2 separate regions of the Mus musculus genome follow, and region 2 is linked to region 1. The links are chromatin contacts, called in public HiChIP or PLAC-seq maps. All regions are on one chromosome and are shown on one strand. Each heading gives the region's core, a stretch centred on a gene start, on an enhancer-like site or on the middle of the called end of the contact. The rest is flanking DNA. Distances are from core to core; before and after follow the strand shown. Region 1 overlaps Afap1 (actin filament associated protein 1). Region 2 overlaps Tbc1d14 (TBC1 domain family, member 14).

The links. HiChIP or PLAC-seq counts read pairs in DNA pulled down with a chosen protein or histone mark.
Region 2: a contact with region 1 is called in an H3K27ac HiChIP or PLAC-seq map of large pre-B cells, with 4 times the contacts expected there. The contact joins two enhancer-like sites. A contact is called at or near these places in 2 of 15 datasets of contacts at CTCF or cohesin (large pre-B cells and stem cell-derived epiblast-like cells), 3 of 484 Hi-C or Micro-C datasets (cerebral cortex, cortical neurons and palatal mesenchyme), 4 of 115 datasets of contacts at active chromatin or transcription factors (astrocytes, embryonic basal ganglia, embryonic forebrain and 1 more) and 1 of 9 other capture datasets (pancreatic islet).

Annotation. Positions count from the first base shown.
Region 1 is chr5:35,972,659-35,975,358 of GRCm38.p6, reverse strand. It overlaps Afap1 (actin filament associated protein 1), which reads right to left. Exons shown (of 17, transcript NM_027373.2): 10 at 760-971. Among named protein-coding and RNA genes, the nearest start is that of Afap1, 81 kb to the right of the region's middle. Within about 2 kb of position 1,343, at least 113 of the 459 cell types and tissues checked have an H3K27ac peak or open chromatin away from gene starts, as enhancers often do.
Region 2 is chr5:36,534,114-36,536,845 of GRCm38.p6, reverse strand. All of the region lies in intron 3 of Tbc1d14 (TBC1 domain family, member 14), which reads left to right. Among named protein-coding and RNA genes, the nearest start is that of Gm32528, 23 kb to the right of the region's middle. Within about 2 kb of position 1,280, at least 20 of the 459 cell types and tissues checked have an H3K27ac peak or open chromatin away from gene starts, as enhancers often do.

The sequences.
Region 1 (2,700 bases), core at 94-2,593:
CCTAACATGTGGAGAGCTTTCCAAAGGACAAGCGAAGGAAACAGTCCTATGTACCTGAGTAGCCTATGCTTAGAAGAAGTATTTTAATGGAGATTTTTTTTCCCCCACAAGGTATTGCCTGCCTAGGCACTTTGAAAAAGTGGGCTCAACGGTTAACGGTTAAGGTGGTTAAGGTGGTGAGTTCAAATCCCAGCAACCACATGATGGCTCACAACCATCCATAATGAAATCTGATGCCCTCTTCTGGGGTGTCAGAAGTCAGCTATAGGGAGCAAGCAGGGCCAGAGTGAGAAGAAAAAGTGTCTGAAGACAGCTACAGTGTACTTACATATAATAAATAAATAAAAATAAATAAATCAGAAAGAAAGAAAGAAAGAAAGAAAGAAAGAAAGAAAGGAAGGAAGGAAGGAAGGAAGGAAGGAAGGAAGGAAGGAAGGAAGGAAGGAAGAAAGAAAGAAAGAAAGAAAGAAAGAAAGAAAGAAAGAAAGAAGAGAAAAGGTGGCCTGTTATTTGGAGCTAGGCATTTAGCTGTGGCAAGCAAAGTTGTCATGCATGATGCTCTTGGAAGCCTGTATCATCCATGACTCTCCAAAAGAGAAACCCTGAAGACAACGTAAAACAGAATTAGCCAAGGGAGGGAAGGGGCTGGATCAAAATCAGTCCCTACAGGGAGCTAGGGTCTTCTGCAGAAGACCTAATCATGCTGTTGACAGAATCTGTGTACACCTCTCTGGATAGCAGCCCCAGGGAAGCCCATACCTCTAGAACAGCCACCTCCTGTCCGTTTCGAAGCAGCCGGAAGGTCAACGGGTGCTTAGAATCCAGGCCCGGGATCACCTCGCAGCCACGGAGGGGGATGGAGACGAGGTGGGTCTTCAGGTCAGCCCTGTCCTTGTGGAGAATGAGTTTGCTGTCCTTCACTCTGCACCAGCGCTCCCGCCAGCGGCTGTTAGAGAGCACATTCAGGTAGCCTGCAAGGAGAGGATGCCACAGCTCAGGCTCCCGAGGAAGCCACGTCCCTTGTCTGTGGTCTTTTACAGAGTGCACGAAACACACGCTCACATCCAGGTTTTAAATGCTCATAAAGAGATAAGAGTCATTATTACACAGCTGCCTTTCAACGGGACCTGGAGGCTCTTCCCCGGACAGAACCCACTGCACGGTATCAGGACCAGTTTCATCTCCTTGGTGTCTACACGGGAACCAGGAAACCGCCTTGAGACAGTGACAGTGGACATGGGGTGGCGAGGAGGGGCTGACAGCTGCCTGCACATAACGGAAGAGAAATCACATGCAAGACGACCCAGCTGCAAACGCTGTAAGCAGAGCACGGGAGACAGAAATAAAAGTATCAGAAGATGAAAACTCTCCAGGAAGTGGGAGGCCCGGGGAGTGGTAAACTCCCCAGCGCTGGATATGTTCCAGCAAATGACGGAACGTGGCTGGTATGAGCTCCCCACCCACAGCCCAAGGCCTCCTCCTGGTCTCTATGTCCCATCCCTGCTTGGGGAAGCCAGAGTTTCATCTCCTGGAGAGACTAACCCAGATGAAAGCTGACTGTGGCATCTGTGGCAGTTGTCCTACTATGGCCTCCAACTGTCCCACTGTGCGCACACCATCTCTCCGAGACTAAGAAAGGATTAGACAGGGAAAGGGTGGCCAGCGGGTAAAAAGGAGGATAGTGGAGAAGGCTAGGTGTCGCTCAGCTTCTTCCAGGTCTTGCACACATACGTACTCAGACCCTCAGTGCTCAGATGAAGGTTTGCACACCTCTGATGAGTTTTTCTTCAAGATATATTCCCAGTGAGTACCCACATATGCAAAATGTGAGTCCTTCTCTGGCTGGGGGCCTCCTGAGTCCACACACTCTTAACACTCTAACATGCATCTCTTGCCTCGTGAGGCGAAGAATCTCTGATGTCACAGACACCAAGACAGAAGCCTGTGAGCACCAGAAAAGGGGACTCTTGTGTTCAGGCAGCTTCTAGACATTTTTCTTCAAGGGCCATCTAGGAAGGAGAAGGAAGGCATCTTCAGATGTGGGGTGCCCTACCAGAGGCCATAGCCAGACCTGATGCCTACATAAAATCAAAGACAGATAAGGGGGATTGTTCCCAGTACAGCTGCAGGTTTCGCTTGAGAAACCGCAGCTAAATGATATTATTCTTTTTAAAGGCTTTTAATGTATAGATGGGACTGTTCTGATTCATTACTGTTTTAAAAGGAAGAAGGAAAGCCCTGCTTTAAAACGCAGTCAGACGAACATCTTACTAGAACTGTTTTGAAGGCTATCAACAGCAATCAATCACGCAGAGAGCCAGGCACTAGACCTCTCTGAGTAGACGTCACCTGTATCAACAGAGCCTAAGTGTTTTCTGAGCGCACGCCCACAAACAGGATGGCAGGAAGGCCTGAAGTAACTTGATCTATTCTGGAGACATGGATCACATGTGCATGGGCTCTTTAGCCACTGTTACAGAGCCACTCTGGACGGGGAGTGGAGGCACATGCCTGTGAGCCCAGCATGCAGCAGGGAGGCTCAGAGAGATCATGAGTTCAAAGCCAACCTGGGCTATATAATAAGACCCTGTCTCAACAACAACCAAAACCAGAAACAAACAAACAAACAAAAAACTAACCAGTGTGGTAACATATATTTTCAGTACTCGGGAAGTTGGATGCAGGACATGAGTTCAAGAT
Region 2 (2,732 bases), core at 31-2,530, 560 kb before region 1:
CTAGGCCAATCAGTGAACTCTGCAGAAAGATGACCAAAAGCATGATAGAGAGATTAAGATGGAATTACAAAATTCAGAAAACTCAAAATGAAGACAGAAAAGAGGAAACGGGAAAGAACAAATGACAAGTAAGGCGGTACTTAAACTTAGACAGACCATATCATGTTAGGTACAGATGGCCCCAACACCAGTGTTGTTAAAGAGGCTTGAAAAAAAATAACCCAATTCTGTTTTCTACATGGAACTTTTCAAATACAGAACATGTAAGAGAACACATGTTAGGATAGGACAGGAAGAGATAGGGCTGATGGTGTAGTTTAGTGGTAGTTTGTGCTTGGTGTGCATGGAGCCCTGGGTTCAGTCTTCAGCACTTCCCTTAAGGTAGATATTAATGTCATAAAAAGTAAGAACTGGCCGGGCAGTGGGTGCATGCCTTTGATCCCAGCACTTGGGAGGCAGAGGCAGGTGGATTTCTGAGTTCGAGGCCAGCCTGGTCTACAGAGTGAGTTCCAGGACAGCCAGGGCTACACAGAGAAACCCTGTCTCGAAAAACCAAACCAAAACAAACCAAAAAAAAAAAAAAAAAAAAAAAAAAAAAAAAGAAGAAAGAAAGAAAGAAAAGAGAAAGAAAAAGAAAAAAAGGAAAAAAGAAAAAGTAAGGACTGGGTTTCAAAGCCAGTTTCCAGAGATAAAATGGGCTCTTGCCTGATGAAGACCAGATAGCTCGGAAGGCTTTCTCTGCACTAGTGACTGTAGCAAATCCAAGCAGAGATGCAGAAAACTGGACCTGTTAACTTCACAAATGGAGAGTCAATGCCACTCTGCTCTGAGACACATGAGAAGAACCAGCTGCAGACAGAGCAAGCCAGGACCTGGAGGCGCTGAATGACCTGTGGAGACATTCCACCCTTCAGTGGTCGCCAATCCAAGTGCTTGTGGAGCACTCCCCAGGCAGATCATGTGTGGGACATAAAAGAAACTTTCAGTGGAAAAAGGACTGAAGTAAAATATGTTACTCATCACAGAGAAACAAAGCAGTAACAAATATTAAGAACTTCTCCCTAAATGTGGATGTTAAATAAGTAGCAAACTACTGAGCAAGCCACAGGAAACTCAGAAAATATTTTGACACAGTAAAAATACAACATACCAAAGCATGGAAGATGCAGGTTGGGTAGGAAATATATAACATTCAAGTGAAAGAAGGAAGGTCTCACATCAGTAAGCCGGGTTTCTATCTTAAGACTCTAAAAAGCAGAAGGAAACAAATGATACAAAGACATATGAATGAAATTAGAACTAGAAAGGGGAGTGTGTGAGAGCAGACTGGGCTCTTTGAATGTCCCCGTCCTGATCCACCTTAGCGGAACTGCCAAGGAAGAGAAACAACTCTTCTCTTCTCTTTTCTCTTCTCTTCTCTTCTCTTCTCTTCTCTTCTCTTCTCTTCTCTTTCTATTTTTAAAAAAAGATTTATCAATGTATATGAGTGCACTGTAGCTGACTTCAGACACACCAGAAGAGGGCATTGGATCCCATTACAGATGGTTGTGAGCCACCATGTGGTTGCTGGGAATTGAACTCAAGACCTTTGGAAGAACAGTCAGTGCTCTTAACCACTGAGCCATCTTGCCAGCCCCAGAAACACATTTTCAATGAAAGGGATGAGCAAAGGGGGTAGCACCTGGATCCTGTAGAACTGAGAGGGGAAATGGAATTCTTTGAATAACTCTCTACAGGAACTTATCATGTCAGATGAAATAGTCTTATTTCTTTGGCAATTAGAAATCACCAAAACTCGTCCAAGATATAAGATTTATCCTGCACTTTTTATGTTAAGACAGGAACATTACAGTTCAGTACTGTGGTGGTTTGAATGTGCAATATCCCCATGGGCTCACATGTTTGAAGACTTGGACACAGCTGCTGAGCTGTTTGGGAAGGTTGTGGAACCTTGAGGAGGAAGTGGATCCCCAGGTGGGCCTTGGGGTGCTGGGGTTCCATTTCACACTCACTCAGTGCTTCCTGTGTGTCAGTGCAGTGTCATTAGCTGGTCGTCTGCTCTTGTTCCGTGCTTTCCCCACCATGGTGGCCTCCATCCCTCTGCAACTGAGTCACAACAAACCCTTTCTCCTTATGTCGCTTTTGTCAGGGTATTTGACCACGGCAAGGAGAAAGATAAGACAGATACTGTCCAGGCCCACATGGTTTCACTGATAGTGTGTTGTTTTAAAACACTGCCAAATTTAGGAGGAAGAAGACATTTCCCAACTGCTCCTTGATGCTCCGGACACTGACCCCAGCCCAGTGTCCACGATCCTCAGATCTCACTATTAGCAGAGTGAACCCCAGACACTTGTTCAAGCCAACACTGAGGACTAGGTCATGTTTATCCTAGGAATCAAGGAGGGTGTGATGTGTGAAAACAACCACTGTCATCAGTTGTGTTATGACCTAAAGAAAACCACGTGGTCCTGTTGAGGCAGAAACAGTATTTGACAAAATCCAGTATTCATTTCTGATAAAAACTCAGCAAAGTAGAAACAAAACTTTTCACTTGGTAGAGGATGTTACAAAGACAGGCACAGCAACTGAGAAGGACCAGGTCCATGGTGAGGTTTCTTACAGTATGAAACCTAGAGAGTTGGGTCTTAGTGTCATGTGGGAGATTTGTTTCAGAACCTTCCATGGATCTTCAAATCCTCGGATACTATAGTCCTTTTTGTAAAATGGTA